Linked DNA regions of Mus musculus: region 2 is linked to region 1. The links are chromatin contacts, called in public Hi-C maps. All regions are on one chromosome and are shown on one strand. Each heading gives the region's core, a stretch centred on a gene start, on an enhancer-like site or on the middle of the called end of the contact. The rest is flanking DNA. Distances are from core to core; before and after follow the strand shown. Region 1 has its middle 30 kb from the start of Gm32596. Region 2 overlaps Mrtfb (myocardin related transcription factor B).

Region 1 (6,995 bases), core at 2,646-5,145:
AGTTGAAGACCCTAATGGGTGCCTCAAGCCTGCCTAGCAAGCACCTGACCGACAGAGCCATGCCCAGCCCCGTGTTCGCTCTCTCTTAGTGAAACGAGATCTTCTCTAACTCTGCCTCATCGGATCTTTCCTGTGTGGGTTTAACTGGCTTATTTTAGTCAGTGTTCCAGCAACATAAATTTAAAGAGGTATGCTCTCTACATTGATCTCCTTCATCTGCTTGGAAGCCCTTTTGAATTCTAGCATGATGGATTCCTCCGTTGCTCTTTCCTGTGTGACAGAGCACCCATGCCAGACCAAAGTAATGAGTCTATCAAAATCCAGCTTGGCAAAGCCGTGCGTTTATTGGGGTTGCTTACTAGAGTTTGGTGAGGAGCCCAGATAACTCAAAGGCAGCTGTGTCACCTGAGAGGCTGCGCCAACTGGGGACGACAAAGCTACGGCTGCACTGTGAGGCTACCCTCCGTCTTTCTTATTCACATGGATGCTGATGACCCACACGCAAGGTTCTCCGGCCTCGTGAGAACGCTTCGAGCACTAGGCCATCCCTAGCATTCTCAGTTCCACTTTTAATTAACCACTGCAAAACAGTCCTTAGTGTCACGCAGTCCAAAACTGAGTAGTACTAGCACAGCATCTACGGAAGTTTTGCTACGAGCCAGTGTGTTTGTATTCTCTTTCAATGGCATCATTGGAGTAGAATTCACAGATAGCATAGCATTGACCACTACAAGTATCATTTGGAAAACAGAGGCTGGTGGATTTCTGTGATTTCGAGACCAGACTGGACTCTGTAGAGAGACCCTGCCTCAAAAAATTTTTAAAAAGTTGGGCAGTGGTGGTGCATGCCTTTAATCCCAGCACTTGGGAGGCAGAGGCAGGCAGATTTCGGAGTTTGAGGCCAGCCTGGTCTACAGAATGAGTTCCAGGACAACCAGGGGAACACAGAGAAAACCTGCCTCGAAACAAACAAACAAAAAACCAAACAAAAACAAAATAAATAAAAAAGTATCTGATTCAAAGATTTTCAAAAGAAATGATAGAGTTTTGCAGGCATTTTCATGGTCAATCTTATACTAGGCTCTGCCTCCCCAGGCACCCTTATACCTGCTGTCAGCCCCATACCCACTGTCACCTCCAGGCAACCATTGGTCTGCCTTCTCTCTTTACATATTTGTCATTATGGGATATTTCATAGAGATTTAATTATGCAATATTTTGTGTCTATGTGGGTTCGTTCACTTGGTAGAGTGTTTTTGAGGCTCATTCATAGAGTAGAATGTATCAGTATTTTAATTCTTTTTATTGTTGAGTAATATTCCATTGTATAGATGTACCACATTTTGTGTAACCATTCACAAATTGATAGACATTTGGGTCACTATGTAGTTGCTGGGAATTGAACTCAGGACCTCTGCTCAGGTCCCACTTGCTCCGGCCCAAAGATTTATTTATTATTATATGTAAGTACACTGTAGCTGTCTTCAAACACACCAGAAGAGGGCGTCAGATCTCATTACGGATGGTTGTGAGTCACCATGTGGTTGCTGGGATTTGAACTCAGGATCTTAGGTAGAGCAGGCAGTGCTCTTAACCGCTGAGCCATCTCACCAGTATATATATCCTGTTTAAGGACTAGGGGTCTGTAAGACCAGAAGGATTTGAGTGACAAGACGATTTCCCAAGTACTGGCTGTGAAAACCAACACCCTTATCTCATGTCTTAGTTACTTTTCTATTGGTGTGATAGACTATCCCAACAAAAGCAACTTAAGGAAGACAATTTTACTTAACAGTTCAAGGATGCAGTCCGTCACGGTGGGGAGGCAGACCAGCAGGAACTGGAAGCAGCTGCTCTCATTACATCCACAGTTGGGGTGCAAAGGGGAAAAGTCAAGCTGCCACTCAGATCCCTGTTTGTATTTATAGAGTCCAAGGTTACAACCCAGGGAATGGTGCTGCCCACAGTGGGCAACTCTTCCCATTACAGCAGGCATTCCCAAAGGAATTGTCAAACTGACAATTACCTTACCTTCACAGCTGGAAAGCCCTTTGCAACTTTTATGGCTTTAAATCTCCATGTCTCTAATTTCCTGATAGAGACAATGCTCCTGTTTACTTAGTGAAGTTTTTAAGGAGATGGCATCATACCACTGATGAACATAAAGCAGGCCCGTGGACCCAGCAAAGCCTCAGATACATGCTGACAATAGTCACCCAGCTCTTCTGTCCCCAAAGGAGGATGTAGCACTGTAAATGCAGTGCTGGGAGGGAGGGAGGCTGGCTGAGCCCTCTGGACAGGCAGGGAAGTATTGTTTGTTGGGCTTTGCCATCTTTCATGACAAGTAGGGGATATTCTACTGTGAGTTAGTGAAGCTGCCACCTTGAGCTGCCCTAAACAGTAAAGGAAAACCAACCCTCCCCTTCCCGCCACCAGTGTGGCACCAAAGCAGAGCAGCCTGCAGCCTGTGAGGCCTTGAGAGGCTCCCCAGCTTGGCATTCTCAGCCAGGCAGGCTCTACCTGGGGCAGCAGGGTAAATGAGACACTTCCTTCCAGTTCAGACTGAGAGGGATGCTCGGAGTGTCTTCACTCTAGTCCTTTCAGATAACATGGCCTTGTGTTGTCCATGTCTATCCTCCAAGTCAAACTGTTACCAGTTTTGCCAGTTAAACTCAGCCCTCTAGCAAAAGATCTTCACATTTGGGCTTGTTGAGTGTTGGTGGTCTCTGTGAAGGAAGGGCAAGGAGGGTCACAGGACCACCACTCTTTCAGCCACTTCTCCCAGCCAATTGTATACAATTCTGCCCTAATTTCAGGATACCTCATGGAGGAGGTGCTTGAGAATGTAGACTGAGGACTGGGAAGGGCCTGCATCTGTGTGGCTACTAGAGAGTCATAATGCCTGCTGTGTGCAGACCCTCCAGTGTGGCTGCTCTAAGCACTGCCACACTCCTGCCCATAATCTCTTCCCTGTTACTCTGTAAGGAAGTGAACTTTTGTGGAATTGTGCCTCAGCTTGTCATTGCAACCTTTGTAGGAGGAGTAGATGTTGTTTATATCTTCCCTGGCTGTGTTACCCTGTGCAAAGTATGTTACTTCTTCATGCCTTCATTTCCTCTAGGGGTAGCAATAGGCCCTAGCCCATGGGGGTTAGGGGAAAAATCAAAATTGATTTTTACACAGCTCTTAGTAATATATGAAAGTCCTTGTCTGTAGGCTATATCAAGGACAGCTCTTGTTATTTAAGCATTGGGTATTGTTACCCTATGGCCTGATGACTGTCCAGTTAGAACAAGTTGCTCCTACTTAGGTTGTCTCTCAATCAGGCAGGCCTCAGGGTGGCTAGATCCAAAGCCACAAGAGGACTAGAAGATGAGCCCCATATTATTTCTTTTCATAAATACCAGGCTTACGCTGGTCTTTTCACTTCCTAGCCCAGAGTCTGCCACGGGCATCCATGTCTTCCTGAGCTCGGTAACAGGAAGGGAGCCAGGAGGAAATGCTCCCTTTCAGACTCAGCAATCTCATCATCTAAAAGGCCAGAACACTGTCAAACAGCCTGAACCATGATCCACTCCCAGAGGGAATTGCCGAAGCTGCCCTGCTGGAGTGTTGATGGAGGAGTGGCATCTCCCTTCTCTGCTGAGCTTCTCGCTGTCTTATGACTGCCAGTGTGTGCACGGGGGAGGAGGGAATCGTGGGCAAAGGAACCAGGTTAAACCCCAGGGTCTAGCTCACCTCTGGATCACACTTGAAAAGAAAAAATGCAACCCTTCCCCACTTAGTATCACTCAGGTAGCCTAAGAAAGGACTCACGTCCTTTTAGTGAGTCTGTCCCACGGAGAGGACCTTTTGGTGACACCAAGCGGATCCCCACTCTATTTATAGTTGCTGTTTGTTTAATGAGAGTTCGGTCTCTAAGAATAAGCAATGAGCTCATTCTGGGAACCGGCCAGAGCCTAGGACTCGGGAAACCCCTCCCCCTTTACTCTGGTTTGGGGAGGAATTCTGTAGGTCAGAGGTCAGCCCCTTCTGTTAGCTGGGGAGGCTTGAGACCCAAACACATTTGCACACCCAGATTTCTGATTAGTGCTCAGTGTGTTTCAGGAGGGCTGGGGTTATTTAGTTTCCAAGTGGTGCTTAAAGATTGGCTGTGATCTCCTTGTCACCCACAGGGATTGACAAAACAAAACAAACAAAACAAATAACAACAACAACAAAAACCAAGTGTCTTGGTGAAATGTAAGGTGCAGAGAAACCCCGCCAGGACACCTAGGAAGGAGGATATGGTGACGAGGAAGAAACATCCGAATCTTCTTAGCATCCTCCCAAACTGGCAGCAAAGACCCAGTTATCTTGCAGACACAACCACAACCCTGGATGGTTTTGTTTTGTTTTTTTGTTTTGGCGTATTGATAAAGCCATGACCCACTTAAACTTGAAGTATCTGACCCAGAACTTTCTGCACCAAAGTCCAAAGAAGCATTGTCCCCTGCAAACTAGTTCAGTTTGTGCTAGAAGCTGCCTCTGTTTGCTGGCATGTGGCTCAGTGGCCCTAGAACCAGACCTGCTTGGTCTGAATGGAACCTTTGGACTTGACTGGGTTCACTGACACGTCGGATCTTCCCGTCATTCTCCCTCTCTGTGAACTTAACCGCCTTCTCTCTGGGAAGGAACAGTGTTACTTCATTTGTTTATTCTCCTTATCTGCTGACCCTCTCCTCTGTGCCAGAGCTGATGATGTGACACAAGCTGGTTTTTAAGTGAAAAATGTAAATGTCCTTCGTCTCTTGCAGATGAGTTAGGATGGGTGCCTCTGGGCTCCAGTCACATCCAGTCTTTCATTCAAAAAATGCTCACAACGGTGGTCGGAGCAATGGCTGACTGTAAAGAGCTTGCCACAAAAACATGAGGACATGAATTCAGGTTCACGGTACCCATGTTTACCATGATGGGGTTGGTGACATGTGTGACACCATGCTCCTCTCTATGGTAATGGAGGACTAAACCTCTGAAACTGTAAACAAGGCCAGCTAAGTGCTTTCTTCTATAAGAGCTGCCATCCATGGCCATGGTTTCTCTTCACAGCAGTAGAACATTGACCCGGGTAATTCAGTGTAGCAGAATCAGTCCTTGCTCTTGAAAAGTCTGGAGTCCAGTGAGGAAGGTGGATGTTATAACCCAATAATCACATAAAAATAAAGATATTACAAATGATGGGGAATTTATATGGGAGAGCCTGACTGAGAGATGGGGCATGGTTGACTGACCAAAGAATGAACAACAGCTATGTCCCCTGGAGTAGCCCAGGTGCTGACTCATTTACTGGGGACAGAGAGTGGTAGCTGTGACAGCTGGTGTGTTACCCAGTCGCCCTGAGGACAGCCACAGACTAGTACGTCTCTGGCTGAGTTTGTAGCCATAGAGACAACAGGGCCTCCACCTGGGTGTTTTTCACATTGAGACTTTGACCTTCACTTATGGATCTGCAATGTGCAGAGTGAACCATTCTTTCTGTTGACTTTCTGGACGTTTTCTTATTCTGATTCAGCGTGACTGCCACTTTCAGACTTTAAAAAAGTCTGAAAAACTTAACTTTAAAGCTTTAAGTGTATATGTGTGCATGAGCATGACTGTGTCGGTGTCCTTGGAGGCTGCTGAAACTGGAGCTGCAGAGGATAAGTAGTCATAAGTACTAGGACTGAACTCTAGTCCTCGGGGAAAGCAAGCAGCAAGCGCTCAGCCGCTGTGCCCATCATTTTAGCATGCAGCAATTTAAAACTATGAGAAACAGAGAAATTGTCCTATGCCGAACACTTTTAGAAGGCAATTCAGGTATGACTATTCATTCATTAGTCAACAAATAGACATTAAATACTTAAAATGTGCCAGTCCTAGAGTCAGAGTTCAGAAACGATGTGTTGCCTACGTTGAGTTTAATCTTGCTTCCTAAAGCTGATGAATTAAAAAAGATGTTCAACCTATCATAGAACATGATACTGCCATACATGCTAGTCTTACCCAAGACTTAGGGGTCGTTGCTTTTGTCAGTTTTCACCCTGAAGTGGTGAACATGAACGGATGTGAGAAGAGAACCTTCTGAATGGGAGTAGCAAGTGGGATGATCTGAGGCACAAAGGGCAGGGGGTGATTGCCTTGTTTGAAGAAGCCCTGTGACTTGCATGGAGAAGCTCTGAGACTAAACCTATGTGAGGGACTAAGTGCCTGACAGGCTAGGGATGGAGCTTGATTTCCAAGAATGGAGTATGAATGTGAAATTCTAACCTGTCTTTTCAGGAGAGATTTTATAGACTGGATGAAACTTTTAGAACACAGATTTGAGGATCTCATTTTTTGTGTATGTGGTATCTCTGTGTGTGTGTGTGCGTGTGTGTGTGTGTGTGTGTATGCAGCACATGTGTATGTATGTGCAGCACATGTGTATGTTCATATGTATATGCAGCATATGTGTATATTTCTATGTGTGTGCAGCACATGTATATTTGTGTGCAGCACCTGTGTATGTGCATGTGGGTATGTGCAGCACATTTGTATGTGATGTGTGTGAAGCACATGTATATATTTCTAAGTGTATGCAGCACATGTGTATTTGTGTGCAGCACATGTGTATGTTCATATGTGGATGCAGCACATGTGTATGTGTGTTCAGCACATGTGTATGTTTATATGCATGTATATGTGCATCACATGCATATGTGCATGTGTGTGTTTGTAGCACATGTGTGAAGCATATATGTATGTGCACATGTATGTGTGTTCAGAAGGCAGAGGTCAACATTGGGTTTCTTTCTTATCTCTTCTGTTTTGATTCACAGTTTCTCACTAAACACATTGTTCACTGACTGGCTGGTCTACGAGCCCCAGGATCCTCCACTGTCTGCCCCTTCATACCCCCTCAGCTCTAGGATTGCACATGTGCAGTGACATGACTGACTTTTTAAAGATGACTGTAAGGATCCAGACTCAGGTGCCCG
Region 2 (6,995 bases), core at 1,969-4,468, 220 kb after region 1:
GGCTGGACACAAGCCCAAGGGAAGCAGTGTCATACCACAGGCCTAGGACAGCCTTCCTCTAAAGCTGGATGTTGTCTTGGAAACTGAGAAACATCCAGTTCTAACAAACCTGCTCAAGCTAGGCCATCAAACCACATAACAGAGGAAAGAAAGCCCTTTGGCTCCACACTGAAGGATGGCATGATGTTAGATCCCCATAGCTGTCACTTGGAAAAAAGGAAAGATGTCTCACACATTAGAGCTGGGCCAGCAAAGCATGCTCTATGGAGTGAGAACTTTCCAATAACTTAGCCTGAGCTCCCTCTGGTGGTTGTTCTATTAAAATTCAGAGTACGTCATACATCAGGGCTACAGATATTACTCAGTGGGTAAAGGTGCTTGTTGCCAAGCTTAGTGACCTGAGTTTGATACCCAGAATCCACACCATGAAAGAGAACTAACCCCCACAAGTTGTTCTCTGACCTCCACATACATGCTGTGGTAGCATGCACATTCATAAGTAATAAACTGTAGTTAAAAATAAAGTAAGCCAGCTGGGCGTGGTGGCACACGCCTTTAATCCCAGCACTCAGGAGGCAGAGGCAGGCGGATTTCTGAGTTCTAGGCCAGCCTGGTCTACAGAGCAAGTTCCAGGACAGCCAGGGCTATACAGAGAAACCCTGTCTCAAAAAAACAAAAAAAAAAATAAATAAATAAAGTAAGCCATCATTTACAGTATGTTGCCTTTAAACCAGACGTTAGCACGTGCCTCAGCTCACCTGCCTTTACAAGTAAGCAAGGATCAGTTTTTCAGAAACTTCCTGGGATAGTTGCAGCCCAGTGGCAGAGCACTGCAATACAAATGTGAACTACCATCCTGGCATATCACATACACACCTATGTGCACATGCGTACACGTATGTGTGCATGTACAAAGTCGTACGGTGAAAGAAGTCAGGAGTTTGAAGTAGTAATTACTATTTCTCCATCTGTATTGAACACATCTGATAGACGCTGATGCCCTGAGCAGAGTCCATGGCATAGTGAAGGACATTGCCATCTGCATGTGGGCCACATGAATAAGTGAAAGTCTGCTGAGAACTACATTGGTCTTTCAGAATATGTTAAACTGAAAACTTGGGAGTTAAAAAATAAATGTGTATTTAAAAATCAGGCATGCAGTTTTTGCTCAGTCTGATAAAGATAAGGTTTTTTTCCAGTGATTCAGGTTCAATTCCCAGCACCACATGGTGAATCACAACTGTTTGTAACTCCAGTCCTAGGAGGACTCCAACGCCCTCCTGTGGCCTCCATGAGTACTGCACACACATAGCACACAGACACACATGCAGACAAAATACCCAGATACAATAAGCTTTTAAGTTTATGGTTCATTAATTCTTTCACCTACTGTATTCTCAGAAAGATGAGAAAGAATCTAACATGATGGCACACACATTTAATCCCAGGACTCGAGAGGCAGAGATAGGCAGAGCTCTCCAAGTTCCAAGCAGCCTGGTCCACATACTGAGTTCTAAATCAGCCAAGTCTACACAAAACAAGAAGTCATCTCAAAACAACAGTGGAGGAAGTTATTAAAATTCATCTATGTGAGCACTAGTCTGTCCATAACAGAAGGTCTGTTGGTTTGCTGGTTGCCCTATTAAGGAGTCAATATGATCACGTAGGGAGATGACTCTCTCAGTGTGCCATGCAAGCCTGAGGACCTGAACTTGGTTCCCCCCAGAACACAATAACAATGCCTATAATCCTAGTGTTGGGGAGGGGAGGACAAGTGGATCCTTGGGGCTTGCTGCCCAGCCATTGGGGAGATGACCCCATCCCAAACCGTAGGGCTAGTTAGCTCTGAAGAAGACGTTTGCATTTATCTCTGCCTTACACACAGAGAGCCACAAAAAATTAAATAGACTGGGACTGGGAAGATGATTCAACACATAAGAACACGTTCTGCTCTTGCTGAGGGCTAGAATTTGGTTCTTACCACCCATTTTGGATTCACAAATACCTGTAATGCTAGCTCGGGATCAGACACCCTCTGCTGGCCTCCATGGGTTCCTACACACAGGAGCACGTTCACACACTTGTATACATAAGTACAAATTAATGTTTAAGAATAAATTAAATAACTAATTGGTACTTATTAAGCTGTTTACCTAATTGTCCAAAGTTCAGATAACTCAGAACAAGAATTGAGAGCAGTGGCTGACCTGCCTCACCTTTAGGAAGGAGGGCAAAGGAGGTGACTTCAGCCTTGCGTTATTGATAAGGTGTACTGTGTCTGTTTTGTAACTTTCTAGACTGTATTGACAAACTGAAATACCATCCAACTATAATGACTTTTTAAAATTAAATTTAAAAAGAATTAGAGCATGCTCTCTCTGCCTCTAAGATGTAAGAGAGGATGACAGAATAGTCACTAATATAGTTCAATGGCAGCAAATACTTACTAACACCATCAATTCTTCTGCACAGAGATTTCCTTCCCAATAAAAGAAGAGCCTTCTCCAATTTCCAAGATGAAACCAGTGACAGCCAGCATCACCACAATGCCAGTCAATACCGTGGTCTCTCGACCACCGCCCCAGGTCCAAATAGCACCACCTGTATCCTTAGAACCTGTGAACAGTTTATCTGCCAGCTTAGAGAACCAGCTAGAAGCCTTCTTGGATGGCACTTTGCCCTCGGCCACTGACACTGGCCCACTGCAGAACAGCAGTGAAGATAGAGAGTCTTTCTCTCTGATCGAGGATCTGCAGAACGACTTGCTGAGTCATTCCAGCATGCTGTACCAGTCTCACTCTCCCATGGAGACCTCTGAGGCCCAGTTGGTGTCAGGGACCCCCTGTCTATCTCTTGACCTGTCAGACTCCAACCTGGACAACATGGAGTGGCTAGACATTACCATGCCCACCACATCCTCCGGGCTCACTCCACTGAGTACCACTGCGCCAAGCATGTTCTCTGCTGATTTTCTGGACCCACAGGACCTGCCGCTGCCATGGGACTAAGGTCACAGGTCTCTTGTTTCAGAGCTCGTGAGATTTGGAAACATGGAAACAAACCTGAGAGGCCAGTGTTTATAGCTGGAGCCATAGCTGCACTGTCGAAGTCAAAATACATTGTCACAGACAAAAAGGAAGGCCACAGCCTGGAAGCCAAGTGTGAGAGACTCCACAGAGACAGTTGTATGCAGAGCCCTTGTGAAATGCCTTAGCTAAAGCCAAAGGTCAGGAAATGGCACTAGGCTCTGGTCATCAGCCACCTTTTATCCTCTGTGGTCACCTCGTGGCCCTAATAAGAGGCAAGCAGCTCAACTTGAAACACCAGGCCACCCACAAGGGAGGGAGGGGAAGAGCCACTGCACATGTGCTCCTTAGAGTGGCCTACGGCAGATCAATAGCAAGGTCAGAGGCACCTGAGCACTCTGGGCAGCCAGCAGCAGCTTCCAGCCAGAGGCTTTGAGTCCCACTTTGAAATCTGCGTGATTGTGTGATGTCATAGGTCATTTTGTGAATTTGGGAATCAAAATGATGAACAACCTTTTACCATCAACACATGTCTACAAGATACTGTCACACAAGAGCCCAGTGTATTGAGTCCAGATACATTGATAGTGCTGCAGCTTCCCCAGTGGCCTTGGGTGAATGAGGTTGATTCTCCTGTGATGTTAGACATTGGAATGTGCTTTGACCTTGTGACCTCTACAGTCTTTGGTAGAGTAAAAAGATGGCGTCGACTGGTCCTACTTGTAATAAGTCAGATATCTCTAGAGTACTGAGCCACACAGTGTCTCCATCTTTGAAGACTTGCCGACAGACTCTCTCAGGTGACCATGCCCATCTCAAAGAACCAAAAAAAGGCTTCAGCATGAAATTCCTTCTCAACCTAATGAGTTAATGGAAGGTGTGGGCCTTGAGCACAGGTTAGACCAACCCCCTGTCACCAGCTCCCTGGTTCTCATTGCATAGGCTTGTAACTGCCTGCTCTCAAGTCTAAACCTAAAAACTGGAGGTTTTATTCCTCTTTTTCCCCTTGATCCGTAACAGAAAAGTTATGTTTATCAAGTGATTTAAGAATTGTTTAAGATGCCAACTGCCACAGATTTTCCACAACTCTTGATCTAGTGATTTAGTTATTGACAAATTGTAAATAACTGACCAGAGTATGGAATTTTTATTCAGTGACAGCCCTTATCCTATCCCCTTCCCATCCCCTTTAACCTGAGCCAGGTGGGCTTCCTACATCAATCCACATGTCTCTTCCACAGCACATCCAGGCAGTATCCTGACCCATCATCTAGAGAGAACCTTAATCATTTCTGAGGAGGTTTTACCCCAGTGATCAAAATGGTCCCTTTTCCTGGCTTTAACCTCTGGCAAACAGCGCTCTCTCAACTGAAGCTTGGCATTCTGGTGGGCAGGGCCCACTGAGCTCAGGTAATCCTCTTGTTTAGAATCTGGTAGGTCAGTATTGGGAGGCACCAACACTAGGGTAGCTGGATCCTGTCATCTGACCAGGCCTCCTGAGGTTGGCTCTGCTGCAACTGAGGACCTGGGAAGGCGTGCTCCCCGTGGCAATGCCAGCTCTAGGTTTGGGTGGAGAGCTTTAGTCCTTTCTCTACAGCTTTGAGTGTCCACTTAAAGTAGTATCAAGTATCAGTGGGTTTCTCAAAGCCCATAATTACTATTAGTGTGTTTCCTCCTGTAGAAAAGTTGTGAGTAAAGACAACATTCTAGCCCTCAAGTCCCTTCTATTGCTTTTTAAGTTATTTTGAAGCTTGCCACAGGAAAGACAATCTCCAAACACAGTGGATACAGAGGAGGTCATCTCAGTTGTTCATGTGCCCATCCCATCCAGCCTTCAGTCCCATTTCTTAAGAAGGCAAGGGGCCTCCAGCCAGTGGCTTCACAGCCAACTCCCTCACAGCATTCCTTGCCCTAGTCCCCTGGCTTGAGCATCCTGTAGGTACATGTGACACCAGTGACGTGAGCGACACTTGATAGACCTCTCGCACATGTTCTGGACAAATGTGGGCATCTTTCCCATAGGCTCACATCAATGTGTCATGACCAAAGACCGCTCTATAAAAAGGCCTCTTGACCTAGTCCCAGACCGCAGTGAGTGCATTGGAAATGGTGTGTATCTGAAGACGAATTTGTTGTTTAAAGTTAGTTTCAGGCCAGCAAGATGACTCAGCAGATCAGGCCTGCCAACAAGCCTGAGAGGCTGAGCTTGAGCCCTAGAGCCCATGTGGTAGAAGGGCAGAACTGACCCCCGAAAGTTGTGCTCTTATCTCTATATACAGAGACACCTGCAAATAGGTATACAGTTATTTCACAGTCATTAAAACACAGGTCAGAGAGCCCATTAAGTTCCCACTTGCATGTACAGGGTACACGTGTAGTGTAGGCTTCTGTTTGTATCACATTGCCAAGAAAATTCCTCTTAGAAGCCTGGAGTGTCGCAGTAGAGTCCAACCCCAGTCTCCCTCTTCTGCAGCATCCACAGTGTGGTGGTGTCAACTTTACTTTCTGAGGCACAGACTGCCAGTTGTCTTACTGTGGTAGGAGGAGTGGAAATAATTACACCGTGGCTTCTAGAAAGCTGATGTGGCTGTGAAATTTCAGCAAGGCCTCTCTCAGAAGCCTCTGAGGCTGCGGCAGTACTCACTCAGGCATCCATTCAGCACACAGGCACACAGCACTCATGCAACTTTTCGCTCACATATCATCTCCGTTCATTTCACCCAGATATTTTCTAAGACTTAGACTTTCTTTTCAAAAGCTCCATGGTTCTTTGACCACGTGCTATGCCTTACTCCAGAAAGCCAGGTCAGCTCTGCAGAGTCCGGGAAATGGGACAGTGTTGTCACCCTGCGCACTCGGTCAGCGACGGGTGGGTAAGAGGGTCACCAGAGTGGACTGGAGCCTCAAGAGCCACTTTTCCAGGCAGCAAGGCTGTTCTCATAGTTACTGTAGTAGTCTGTGCAGTGACAGCTGAGGAGGCAGCTGTCCCTCCAGGCAGGGCAGCCATTTTACTTTCCCACAGCAGACCTGGCTCTGGGAAGTGGCCAAGAGGAGACCCATCTTATCTACACCCTGAACTGTTCCCACAGTGGCCAGTTGCAGAAGTTCTTTCTGGTAGAAGGCTGGGGACTCCATTACCACTAGGATTTGCAGAGAAAGCTGAGAGTGGCTGTTGAATTCTGCCAGCAGAGCAACCAGGTCAGGGCCAGCAAAGTCAAGCAGCCTCGCCGGCCTCTGTCCATCACATCACACAACACACACAACACTGGGGATATTAAGTACACAGGGACCCACTGCTGCAGAGGACCATTAACCCTAGGCTGTCCCGGCATTCTAACTGGAAGGCAGGGCAGGTTTATCAGGGAACACAGCTTGTGCTCACAGGAGTGTTTGGAGAGCATCATCCTGAACATTCAGCTAATTGTAAAAGATCTCTGTCAAAACTGGAAAGTAGCAGTTCTGATCTAGTCATTTTTGTTTCCTGGTTCAAACCTTTCGATCTCTTTTTTTTTTTTTTTTTTTTTTGGTTTTTCAAGACAGGGTTTCTCTGTGTAGCCCTGGCTGTCCTGGAACTCACTTTGTAGACCAGGCTGGCCTCAAACTCAGAAATCCGCCTGCCTCTGCCTCCCGAGTGCTGGGATTAAAGGTGTGCGCCACCACGCCTGGCTCAAACCTTCGATCTCTTTTTCATTTTCATTTAAACAGTCTCTGGGCTCTGTTTTTATTTGTCCGGTGACTGGGAGAGAGCAGGTTGTCCCCCCCCCCCAAGTGTCCCTGTGTCTTTAGTTACAGCCTACGGTTCAAAAAGCTGCACGTGTTTACAAGAAGCTCTTACCCTCCACTCAGGCCGCCGGCTCTGGGGGGGCGGACGTGTCCCAAGCTTGTGACAGCAGCTTGGCAATCTCAGATCCACGAGGTGCTGTCTGGAATCATGGGAGGCACTGGCAGTGAAAGGAAGGCTTTACGCCA

What was found. A called contact is a pair of places that touch in the nucleus more often than the background predicts.
Region 2: a contact with region 1 is called in a Hi-C map of liver, with 2.4 times the contacts expected there. The contact joins two enhancer-like sites. A contact is called at or near these places in 3 of 39 promoter capture datasets (the C10 cell line, cranial neural crest and liver), 2 of 484 Hi-C or Micro-C datasets (embryonic stem cells and liver), 4 of 115 datasets of contacts at active chromatin or transcription factors (embryonic stem cells, large pre-B cells and pancreatic cancer cells) and 1 of 9 other capture datasets (embryonic stem cells).

Annotation. Positions count from the first base shown.
Region 1 is chr16:13,186,011-13,193,005 of GRCm38.p6, forward strand. No RefSeq gene overlaps it. Among named protein-coding and RNA genes, the nearest start is that of Gm32596, 30 kb to the left of the region's middle. Within about 2 kb of position 3,896, at least 45 of the 459 cell types and tissues checked have an H3K27ac peak or open chromatin away from gene starts, as enhancers often do. A contact at or near this core is called in liver, where this site is marked.
Region 2 is chr16:13,409,688-13,416,682 of GRCm38.p6, forward strand. It overlaps Mrtfb (myocardin related transcription factor B), which reads left to right. Exons shown (of 17, transcript NM_001122667.2): 17 at 2,473-6,995. The coding sequence ends at 3,008. The region is part of intron 1 of Gm15738 (a long non-coding RNA gene); the gene reads right to left. Among named protein-coding and RNA genes, the nearest start is that of Gm15738, 9.3 kb to the right of the region's middle. Within about 2 kb of position 3,219, at least 4 of the 459 cell types and tissues checked have an H3K27ac peak or open chromatin away from gene starts, as enhancers often do. A contact at or near this core is called in liver, where this site is marked.